2 separate regions of the Mus musculus genome follow, and region 2 is linked to region 1. Evidence: chromatin contacts called from public targeted proximity ligation data. All regions are on one chromosome and are shown on one strand. The core of a region is the stretch at or near the end of the contact, and the rest is flanking DNA. Distances in the headings are between cores, read along the strand shown.

What was found.
Region 2: a contact with region 1 is called in a targeted proximity ligation map of the NIH/3T3 cell line, with 5 read pairs. A contact is called at or near these places in 1 of 39 promoter capture datasets (embryonic stem cells), 1 of 484 Hi-C or Micro-C datasets (bone marrow-derived macrophages) and 5 of 130 datasets of targeted methods (the NIH/3T3 cell line, astrocytes, embryonic stem cells and 2 more).

Annotation. Positions count from the first base shown.
Region 1 is chr19:4,450,935-4,457,089 of GRCm38.p6, forward strand. Syt12 (synaptotagmin XII) reads right to left here. Exons shown (of 8, transcript NM_134164.5): 4 at 5,561-5,953; 5 at 2,831-3,046; 6 at 1,343-1,463; 7 at 1-128. Among named protein-coding and RNA genes, the nearest start is that of Rhod, 15 kb to the left of the region's middle.
Region 2 is chr19:5,010,211-5,016,459 of GRCm38.p6, forward strand. No RefSeq gene overlaps it. Among named protein-coding and RNA genes, the nearest start is that of Slc29a2, 11 kb to the right of the region's middle.

The sequences.
Region 1 (6,155 bases), core at 3,092-5,591:
CACAATGGCTGGCACTGAGAAGATCATGGCTTCGTTGAACACTGGGTTGGGGTCATCCCTCTTCACAGCCGTCTTCTTCTTGCTCATTTTCCTCCCATCCTGCAGCAGGTATACTTTGACGAAGGGGTCTACAGGCAGGCAGGGGCGAGGGTCAGTGACCCTGGCTACTCTGGCTCCACCCACTGCCTCTAATTCCCTGATGTTGGGCTACTGCTGTTTGTTTGTTTATATTAAGAAATGGGAGGTGCTGGGGGAGAGGAGGGAGGGGAAGCTGGATCGGGATGTAGAGTACCAGCATCTCTTGACTCAGGCGGCCCACTGCGTAGTCCCATTCTATCAGTAACCGAGTGCAGACGGCAGACCTGAGTCACTGAGGGCAGCGCCCAACAGTGCACAGTTCTGCAGTACCAAGTCTCCCTACGGTTGCAGGATATTTTATCATACTGGGAACCCTGAGATAGTGTTAGTTACTGGAAACAAAACAAAACAAAACTGTTTTCAGTCGTGGTGTGGCTCAGTTCTAGCACACACCTTTAATCCACAAGCTTTCTAGCTATTGCAAACAGGATTGAATAAAGTCAACCGTAGGTTAAGATCTTGGTGAGCAAGCAACCAGTTAGCAGGAAGGAACAGAGGATTTTAAAGAAAAAAACAGAGAGAGTAAGAAGAAGCCGGAAGGACAGAGAGAGACGCACAGGAAAGTCCAGGGGAGGGACACCGAGCTTGAAGGAGGTTGTTTGAGAGGTTTGTTGTGTGAGAGAGGGGAATTCCTAGTGGGATGTTGGCTGAGGAGGAAGGTCAGCTGGGTGCTTTCTCTGCCTCTTCAAGCCAGCAGGCTTTCTCCCTAGGGTCTGGCTCCTGAGTCTTCATTGGTAAAATAAAATGATTGCGATTTTGTTAAACACACACACACACACACACACACACACACACACACACACACACACACACCCTATTGCCTGAGGCCCTAGGCTGTCAAGTCCAATAGGTCCCTGGCATCTAGGGTGTCAGAGTCTCTGGGCTGCTTCCTCATCTCTGAATGGATGTTCACCCTTCATTTCTTGCCTAACGCCACAGCCCAGAGCCCCCAGGTTTCACCAATCCTACTTACCCTCTACACCCCAGGCCGGGCTGCTGTCACCCTCCAGGGTGACAGACTATTTCTGTAGCTGAATTAACCTTTCCACTGTGCCTGGCTCCTGAGCATAGCTAAAGCCACAGGGGCTCTGGGGCTGTGCCCTAGACCTGCTCAGAACAGGACAGCTCCACCCCCCTACCCCCAACCCCTGCACCCTCCGCCCCCAGCCTCACAGAAGAGCTGAGTGCACGGGCCCTCACTCACCTGCTGTGCTCTTCTCATTGGTCCAGATGAGATTCTTGGCTTTCACCACAACCACAGTCAGCCGCTCAGCTGTGGGCAGGTAACTGAGGGACAGCAGGATCTCTCCCACAGCGTCAGCAGCCTGTGGAGAAAGGAATGGCTCAGAAGACTTCTGCCCTCCAGGCTTCAAGAGGTCTGGGGCAGGCAGGGGTGGGCGGTGGGGGAGGTGGATGGCTCCTTCCTCGTTGGAAAATCGATGCTTTGGGGGTAACTCTTAAACCTAGACGTCAGGCCAACAGGATAGAAAAAAAAAAAGGACAACCCTCCCACACAAGGGAGCACACACAGACCCTCCTTAGACTGTGTGGAGAGCAGGTCCTGGAAGGAGGCCCAGAGGCTGCCTGTCAAGTGCATCAATCAGATGCAGTTCTGTTCCCTCCATGTGGGCTGAGGAAAACATTCTATGATCGTGCATAGGGATCCAAGCTGACTGCATTTGCTTGAGTAATAATGTTCCCTGGCACTGTTATAAGGCTAAAGGGAGCTTCAGCGTGGCCTCTGTCTGAAAGAACCCACTTTCAGGCCAGTAGCTTAGAGGAGTAGAGCCTCTGATGACTTGGTAGTAGCCACTGAGATGAGGACCTGGAAAGATGGCTCGGCAGCTGAGTACTGCCTCTTCCAGAGACGCAGGGTCAGTTCCCAGCACCCATAAGACAGCTCACGCACATCTGCAACTCCAGTTCCAAGGAACTGGGCATTCTCTTCTGACCCCCTTAGGCCTGAGGTATGTACCTGGACACATATATACATTCAGGCAAAACACTCATAAAGTAAAATAAATAGATAAAATATAGAATAAAAATAAATAGCCAGGAGGTGGTGGTGCACGCCTTTAATCCCAGCACTCAGAAAGCAAAGGCAGGTGGAAATCTGTGAGTTTGAGGCCAGCCTGGTCTACACAGTGAGTTCCAGGACAGCCAGGGCTACACAGAGAAACCCTGTCTCGAAAAACCAACCAACCAAACACCTCAATAAAACAAAAATAAGAAAGAGAAATAAATAAATGTTAAAAAAGAAAAAAGAAAGAACCGAGAAGAGGTCCAGGGATGGCGCTGTGGGTAAAAAGCATTTTCCACTAGCTCCAGTGACCTGAATCAATACCAACAACACACATGGTGAAGGGGTGAACCAACTGGTAGAAGACATGTGGTCTTCCGACTTCCACATGCATTCCCTGTGTGTATGTGCATGCCTGTACACTCATACACACAGAAAACACAGTAAAGAAATAAATGCAGTGTAAACTAAAAGAGCTGTAAACAGCGGTGTCTGTAGGATGTGTTTGTCAGCACATGCAATGAGTGGCTTCCCTAGGGTGTGGCTTGGGACCCTGTCTCTGTTCTAACGCTGTCAGGGTCCAGTTGAGGGACAGGATACTGGCATCTCTCCCAGGCAGTGGGTGAGGGTACTTTCTCCCCGGGGGAACCAGCAGGCAAAAGTAGGCGATACCTTATTCTGGTCCTGCAAGTATAGCCAGCCACTGAAGGGCTGCAGCGGGAGATCCAGAACGGACAGCTTCAGCTCCACCACGCCGGTGCTCACATTCCGCTCATCCTCGTCGATACCAAACACAGAAAATCTAAGGCTCTTCTCCTCCAGGGCTGTGGGATCCAGGGGGACAGAGAACTTCTCATCGAAGAAGATGGAATAGGCATTCCTCTGGATCTACAGAGAGAAGGGGCCGTGGAGGGGCTTCCTGGTACCACCATCTCAGTTCTACGTCCTTTTTTTTGGTGGCTCAGTATTGAAGGTTTGTTTGTTTAATTTTGTTTTTCTTTTCGGACTGGATCTCACATAGGTCAGGATGAACTCCTGACCTTCCTGCCACTAAGTGCATAAGGCTAGGGTTACAAGCATGGGTCTCCATACTGCACTAACTGCAGAAGGCTAGGGTTACAAGCATGAGCCTCCATACTGCACTAGCTTCACTGCACTAACTGCAGAAGGCTAGGGTTACAAGCAGGAGTCTCCATACTGCACTAACTGCAGAAGGCTAGGGTTACAAGCATGAGCCTCCATACTGCACTAGCTTCACTGCACTAACTGCAGAAGGCTAGGGTTACAAGCATCAGCCTCCATACTGCACCTCCCTGCTCTTTTCCTTTTCCAAGACAGGGTCTCACTGGGTAGCCCTGCCTTCCCTGGAACTCATTTGTAGACCAGACTGGCTTCGAACTCACAGAGACCTCCTCCTTTTTTTTTTTTTTTTTTTTTTTTTTAGCCAGGGTCTTACTATGCAGCTCTGGCTGGTCTGGAACGTACTATTTTGCACAGACTTTTGTCTTGAATTTAACCATCTTCCTGCCTCAGCCTCCAGAGCTGCAGTATGAGTCTACCATGCCTGGCAGTCCTGGGAGGTTTTGGTTGTTGGTGGTGTTTGATTGGGTTTTGGTTGCTTTGAGACAGGATCCCACATAGGCCTAAATGACCCTAAATCCATTATGTAGCCAAGGACAGCCCTGAGTTCCTTATCTTGCTGCCTCTATGTCCCAAAGGTTGAGGTTACTGTGAAGGTTTAAACATCCCCAATATCCCCTTCTTGCTTGTAGTCAACCCATTGCCTGGCCTTAGAAGCTTCCATAATGGACTCCTAGTCATCTCCATCCTCACATGATGCTGTGACAGACCCACTCTCCTTCTCTCCTGTCTGCTGACTCAGCAGAGCCTTGGGGGCAGGCAGGCAGTAGGAGCTAGACAATCTTCTGTAAACAGCCATGAATGCCACAGTGCCCTGTAGATCCTGGCGAAGCCTTCCTGATTGTCACAGGATGGATGGATGAGTGGACAGATAGACAGATGAATGGAGTGACTAGGCAGGGCTGGGCACGCTTCATCCCCCAGCTTTTAGATGTCATTGGCCTCCTCCCAGGAAGCTGTGGGCTCCTCAGGGAGCTACATGGGAGGCTCTGCTTGCCCTTCCGTGGGGGGCCGCCTGAGTCACTGCGCGGTGGTATTTAGAGAGCGGCTCTCATCCCTGGCACATTCTCTGAAGCTGAGGGGGTTGCTTGGCCTGGAGGCAACACCCCATCCCCACAGTTAGACTGTTAGGCTGCAACGTCATGAAGCCTGCCATCCTGGGAACAGACTCTACTTAGCTTCTAGCCACTTTGATCTCACCTAGTGCTGCCAGGCTCTGGGAAGGTTCTCCCTGCAGCAACTGCATCCTTCAAACAAATATGGAACCGTGTTGTTCACACAGTGGTCTGACTCAGAGCAAGCTTCTGTCCAGCAATGTCCCTCCTCAAAGGACATATCCTGAGTCACCCAAAATCCTCCCCATGGCTCAGGCTAAGAGCAACATAATGCATGTCAGACCTGACAGCGGCTCTTCGTTATGTTCCTACGTGCTTCACCCGTCTCCGTTTCAGAGGCAGTCCTTCGTCCTCTGGGACAAATACTTCCCCTCCCCTTGTTTTCTCCCCTTCTCCCTCAGTCTCTGTCTCCTGTATTTGCCTCTTATTCCCTGCTCTCTGCCAGATAAACGGGCAAATAAATCTTTGTGCTGAGAACTTGATCTTGAGGGTCCTGGTCTAATACAGAGCCTAACAGTCAAGGGCCACGCCAGCATGCTCCCTTAGTCACCAGCTTCCAGCAGGGTGAGCCACCAGGGTCACCAGAAGAAAAGAGAGATCATGTGCTTATCTTCCAAAGCCTGTCTCAGTTTCTCTGAGGGGCTGACCACACCTTCCCACAACAGAACACAGCCCTTCCTAAAAAGGTGGCCCTTTCATTTGGGGTCCAGAAACTCACTTTCCTCTCATGCTTTTTTCGGTCTCCGGGGTGGGCCTCCCTTTTTGTGAACAAATTCATGTAGCCATACGGACACTGAGGCTACCTACCCCTCCTCCTCCATCCACTCCAAAGCAGATAAGGCTGTTAGTGAGCTCTCTCCCAGATCAACCAAATGAGCAGCCCATCTTTCTTCCTGCCAAGACTCCATGTTAACAGATGTGGAGGTGGACACTGTCCTTGAGTGATAGGAAGATTGAAATCTATACACAGCGGGAACACAAAGCTGGTTCTAGGCATAGCCATCCTACTCTGAATCCACATTCTGATCTGCTCTCCAGCGCCCCCTGTCATCTTGTCTGGTACTGCAAATCTGCCCACTAGCCCAGACATCAGCTTCCCAGGAGAGCTTCAGGGAGCCCAGTGCACCTCTGTCCCCGCCCCACTTACCCGGGAGATGCCCACGATCTGTTCGTCTGGCAGCAGACTGACACGCATGAAGCAGGACTCGAAGGTGGCCTCCTCGCGCTCCAGGAGGTCTTTGCCTTGTAGTACTGCCACGTGGAGGGTGTGGGAGGCTCCATCATAGTCCATGCTCACCTCCACCTGGCCCAGGGTGAAATCCTGCCCAAAGGTGTTGCTCACAGAGGAGATGGAATTCAGAGAGTCAGCCGACTGTGACTTTCGGAGAGTACCATAGGGGGCTAAGTCCAGTTCCCGGCCCATCAGCTCCAGGGGTCCCAGCTCACTGATGCTTTCAAAGGTGTCTTCTATACTAAGGCTGCCTTTGCGGCTGGGTGGTCCCCGAGTAGTGGTCCGCTGGTCATTCCAAGGAGGGACCCGCTGAGGGTGAACAAAAGGGACAGGGAAGCATCATATGGGGCTGAGGCACCATCGCTAGGTGACAGCAAGGAGATTGATGCTGGTTACTCTGTTCAAGATACCCCAGGCTCTCCTTTCACAAAACCATCAGAGGGACCAGCACTTAAGGACATTGTTTCTCTTTCTCTTCCGCAAACAGGAACTTGCTACTGTATCCCAGGCT
Region 2 (6,249 bases), core at 1,976-4,475, 560 kb after region 1:
TGCGCATATAGCTTGTTCTTTGTTTAGGTGGCATAAGGCACTGCGGAGCCAGCGCCATCTTAAGATGGTAAATGTTATTGCGGCTCTCCACATACTGGGCTTTCAAAAATTAAAACAAAAGGGTGGAACGTAGCCAAGCAGACCCTGCCTCAACCTTCCTCCCTGAGGCAATCAAGCACTTACCAGCATGGACAGAGACCCCTGATGCAGGATAAGGCAATGGAGGAAGCCAACGAAAAAAAAGAGAGAGCCCCATATAATACTACTTGAGAGCCAATGAAATGCTGGGAGGAAGGTGTAAAGGTTTGTCCATTTCCTGAAATAAACAAGTCTGCTTTTTCTTAAAAAAAAAAAAAATTGCACTTCTACAATCTTACTCTTTTTTTTTTTTCTTTTTCCATGAACTTAGCATCTTACATATTCTGTCTATTGTGTGGTTTGTCTGTCTGTCCCCATCAAAACATAAATTTTTACATTTATTTTTTTATGGTCAAGCTGTTCCCAGGAATGTTTTAACTACGGGGCATACCTGGGTTTGTTTTTCTTTGTTTTCAGCCCCAGGCAGCCTCTAGCTCACAAACAACCAGTAATTTCTGGGTACTTTATATGACTTACAGGTCTTGAAATTTCATCTTTCTTTCAACAGTTTCTTGTTTCAGTGTCTGGGATCCACACATGATCTTCCGGGCTCCTCCAAAGGGCTGGCCTCGCTTCTCCAGCTCTGCCCTCTGTAGCACTCTAAGCTCAGGTTGATCCACTTCACTGCTGCTGCCATTCTTGGTGATCATCCTGTGGTACTGGCATCTCCAATACGATGGGGTCTTCTGCTGCAACTAGGTTTCATCAATAGCCTCTCATAGGCTCTCTTTATGGTGCCAAGCCTCAACTCCTTTGCATGACCCCTTCAGTCCTGGGCCACCAACTACAACTGAGGCTGCACTTTCATCAATAGCCTTCCCTGGCCTCTCACAGTGCCAAGCCTCAGCTGCTCTTCATGACTCCTTCATGTCTTCAAAGCCAGTAACACCTTACACATTACCAAGTGCAGCTGCAGCACGAGGTACAACCTTGGCTCTCTCTGGAACCCAGCTTCTTTGTGCTCTTAGAAAACACTTTCCAGAAGACTTCACCTTCTGGTGAAAAAAACAATGCCAAAAAAGGTATTTTATTATATGTAGAATTTTTAGGTTTCCAAACATGTCTAAATGGAGATAGACTTGCAATCAGTTCTGCTAATTTGATCATAATTACTGGGGCACATCCTACTGTTTTGATTATAATACATGTTTGAGATTTTTGTATGTTATTTTGATAGAATCTCTAGCCCAGAGTGGCCTCAAACTTGCTATGTAGGTGTGTTAGTCAGAGTTCTCTGAAGTCATGTGTATATGCATGATTAAACACATGCATTTTCATACAAACACACCCACATTACCACACACACACACACACACACACACACACTCCCAGTCTGGTGCTACAATCCCTGAAGATTCCTGGAAAGCAGCTGATCGACAGTCTGTGTTGGAACCCTAAAGACATTGGTTCTGATACAAGCAAGGGAATACCTGAGCAAGAGGATAGATGAACTGGGTGAGGCAAGTGGGCAAAAATCAAAGGCTTTCTTCTTCCATGCCATCATATATGGGCCACACCTTCTGGGAGTGGCCAAGGTTTGGTGTGTGTGTGTGGGGGGGGGGGGTCCTCCCTATCTCGAGACAGGGTTTCCCTAGCTGTCCTGGAACTCACTTTGTAGACCAGGCTGGCCTCGAACTCAGAAATCCGCCTGCCTCTGCCTCCCAAGTGCTGGGATTAAAGGCGTGCGCCCTTCTGCCCGGCTTTGCCCAGCAGTTTTAGTTGATTCTAGCTGTAGTCAAGTTGCTGTCCAAGATCAGCCAACACAGTAGCCAAGGATGGCCGTAAGTTTCTCATCTGCCTTCCTCTACCTCCCGAGGGCAGAGACCAGAGGCACGTGCCACCACACCTTGCTCTGAATTCAACAGTTTCATAGTTTAGATTAAATAAACCTACTGATAAGATCCATTCTAAACCAAGCGTGATGCGCATGCCTGTCATCCTAGCATTTAGGAAGCTGAGTCAGGAGGTTTGTGGAGAGTCCGAGGCCAGCCTAATACACAGAATGAGACCCAATTTCAACCAGAAGGAAAGGAGGAAAGAGAGAAAAGAGAAGAGAGGCCCACAGAACCGGGGCTTCCTCGTTGTGTTTGTGCTTACTGGAGGGCAGGTAAGAGGTTAGCTTATTGTTCAGCCCTAACTAGAGCTGCTAACCATCATGGCCAGCCCACCTTCTCCCTCACCTTCCTCAGTGGATTGAGCACAGAATTGTGACAGAGCAAAGGTTCCTCCATCTTGTCTTAGCTGGAGCTATCTTTAATTTAACACGAAACTGACCGGTCCCTTTTCCCATCTCCACTGTGAACAATCTTGTGGGAAAGCAACCACCCTTGCTCTAGAAACTCAGAGTCAAAAATGCCCAGCTAACGGCATGGTGTTTGATTTGTATTAAACTGCTGGCTTGCCCCACTTCTCCCTGCAGCTGCCAGCCTGTGTTCTTTGGCTTTAAACGCTCTCTGTAAAATGCACTTGAGGCTGCACTATGGGAAGTGTTTCTCTCCAGGCAGTCACCAGCCAGCTTAGTACAGACTCAATTCAGATTTTGGTTGTGGTCTTTGGAGCTCCACCCTGCAAGAGTAATAGGAGATACATCGATGGACCTATGGGCCGGGAGCTCCAGAACAAAGATACTGGCACCTGCACTGAATCACCAACCCTGGCACCATCTGGAAAGCACTGTGTGGTCTGTGCTCTGCCTGGCACAGGTTTTGACCCCACCCTCTATTAGGTGCATTCTGTCACCCAGTGTGTTCTAGCCCTAACTGGTGCCCTGCATCTTTTCTCTGGAGGTGAAACACAGCCGTTTCATCTCATCCATTTTAAGCCATCAAATGCCTAATAGATTTGCTTTAAAAGAACAGCCCCAGTGTGTTAGTCAGCTTTGCATCAGTATGACAGAGGGCCTAAGATATCAATCTCGCCGTTAGTCAGCTTTCCGTTGCTGTGACAAAGTGCCTGAGGAATCCGCTGTAATTAGGAATAATTTATTTTTGGCTCACAGTTGGCTCTTGTTTCTGGTCCTGTGGTGAGCCGGTCATGATTGCAGGGAGAGAGAAGTGAAGTTATTTAGCTCACCGTCGACAGGAAGCAGGAGAGAAAGAAGGGGCCAGCAAGGAAACAGGCTTCAAGGGCACAGTCCTGGTGACTAACCTGCTCCAACTCTATCTGCCTTCTGATTCCTCCCATTTCCTAGTAGCTCACTGTGCTAGGAATCCACACCCTGCCAGTCCAGTCCTGAAGTCGGAGCCTCAGGAGCCGCCCACTGAACACTGGTGCTTTGGGGAGTAAGCCTTCATTTAACATCCAGGTCACAGCAGCAACGTTCAAGGACGGAAGGTTATTTTAGCTCACATTTTCTGAGATTTTAGTCTGCTTTCGATTGACTCTAGCTTTAGACCTGGGATGGCTCAGTGTGCTATGGTGAAGGGGCGGGGTCCTCTTCATCTCTTGGTAGCAGGGAGACAAACTGAGAAACAGAGTAAGGAGTTAGAGTCCTAGTACCCCCTTAAAGGGCACACCCTCAGTGACATAACTTCTCTTATTTTTTATATATTTTTTCTTTTTTTAAGATTTATTTATTATTATATCTAAGTACACTGTAGCTGTCTTCAGATGCACCAGAAGAGGACATCAGATCTCATTATGGATGGTTGTGAGCCGCCATGTGGTTGCTGGGATTTGAACTCAGGACCTTCAGAAGAGCAGTCAATGCTCTTAACCACTGAGCCATCTCTCCAGCCCTATTTTTTTATTTTCCTAATGATTTATTTATTTTTATTTATGTTTGTATGAGGGTGTCAGATCCCTGCAGTTACAGGCAGCTGTGAGCTGCCATGTGGGTGCTGGGAATGGAACCCAGTTTCTTTGGAAGAGAAGCCAGTGCTCTTAACTGCTGAGCCATCTCGCCAGTAACCTGGTATAACTTCTTTTTTCTAATCCCATGTCTTAAAGGCTCAGTTACCTCCCAATAAGGTGACCCAGGCTGTGACCATGCCTTTAACACACAGGGCTTTAAGGAACTCCTACCCAACCATAGCAACTTGCACTTAAAATCTAATTATTTTTAATCTATATTTTTGTTTTTGTTTTATGTATATGAGTGTTTTGAGTGTTTGCCTGTGTGTGTTCACGTGTGCACCATGTATGTGCCTGCTGCCCAAGGAAGCTAAAAATAAAGCGTCGACTCCCACGGAGTCGGTTATGAGCTGCCATGTGCGTGCTGAGATCTGGACACCAATCCTCTGCAAGAGCAGAAACTGCTCTAAAGCACCAAGCCCTCTCTCCAGGCCCTGAAACTGCAGCCTGAGAGGCAGGTATGGTGGCACACACCTGTAACTCCACCACTTGGAAGGTAGAGGCAAGAAAATCAGGAGTTCAAGTTCATCTTTAACCACACAGAGTTCAGGCTAGCCTGGGCTATGACATGAGACCCTATCTTGGGAGGAAAAAAAGGAAAACAACTTTATTTCTCCACCATCTTTGCAGTTAAAATGTTAAGACCAGAGGACATCTTGTGTGTGGTAAGACGCCCACATCTGCTGACTGCCTTTTCCCATTTTTGCCTCAGGACCTGCCGATTGCCTTTCTCCTTTGTTATTCATGAAATTGGTTGTTGAGTCCAGGAATTCTGTAATTCCAGCGCCTGGGAACTGAAATCAAATGATCTTTAAGAGTGGAGCCAGCAGGGGGCGGGAGAGATGGCTCGGTGGCTGAGAGCACTGACTGCTCTTCTGAAGGTTCTGAGTTCAATTTCGGGGGCCACATGGTGGCTCACAAACATCCGTAACAGGATCTGGCACCCTCTTCTGGAGTGTCTGGGGACAGCTGCAGTGTACTTACGTATAGTAAATAAATAAATCTTTAAAAAAAGAGTGGAGCCAGCAGCCTTGGTAGGGAAAGACTCTGATTCAAAAAGAAACAATTAAAAGCTGCTGGAAATTCTATCCCATGTCTTTCCAATAGAGGGCGCTGAGGAGACGCTGCTGAAGGAAGAACCCACATCCACAGTCCCCACAAGAAAGGCATGATTATAAATCTGTCCTGGTTTCTTTTGTCTAGATATAGCAAAATCCACAACAGAATATTAGAGCGAGGTCATCTTCAAACCTGCTAATCTCTGTGTCATCCTCCCCTCAAAAGTTGACACCCCAAATCATTTAAGAGATGTGCTAAGGCCAGGTGTGGTAGTTCATGCCTTCAATCCCAGCAGGGGGTTAAGGGAGGCAGATCTCTGTGAGTTCAAGGTCAGCCTGGTCTACAAATCAATTTCCAGGACAGCCAGGGCTGTAACTGAGAGACACTGTCTGGAAAAACATGAGATGGGGCAGGGTTGAAATATGGGAACAGCTGGAGAGACGACTCAGTAGTTAAAAGTACTGACTGCTTTTCCAGGAGTCCTGAGTTCAATTCCCAGCACTCACATGGTGGTTCACAACCATCAGTAATGGAATCCGAAGTCCTCTTCTGGTGTGTCTGAAGATTAGCAACAATGTAGTCATATACATAAAATAAAAAAATAAATCTTTTTTTTAAAAGAAATATGGGAATAGAAGGGTTTAGGGTCTCTACTCTTATGACTTTCAGGAATGGGAGGGTGATCATGGGGACTCAGATTGAAGGAGTGAACCCCAGAGCAGCAAGACCATCTGAGTGAATCTCCTGCCAACAAGGAGATAAACTATGTCAACCATTTAGAACATACAAACCATAAACGAGAAGAGAGAGAACTAGACAGCAGTCGAGGATGCAAAATCCAAGGTTGACAGGCTTGCTCCCATTGTTGATGCTATTTTAATAGGCGTGTTGGGAAGGCACATTCCCAGTGTGGCACAGGGACACTCCACCACAGGGAAAGAACAAGGCGGTATACAGTTTACCTTTGCCAAAGGGTGCGAGACCCCCAAACAGGGTGAGCGGGGGAACTGGACTGGAGGTTCATACAGTTTCACCCCAAGGTAGGGGAATGACTGTGTCTCACTGCACGGGTGGGGGCTGGGCCTCAGGAACTTATTTATAACTGGTTAAACAGCAGCAACAACAAGGCTCAGGAATGCCTGGCATCCGGGGCTGGGCACACAGACTGGGGAGGTTTTAAGAACACTGGCCTTTGATGAG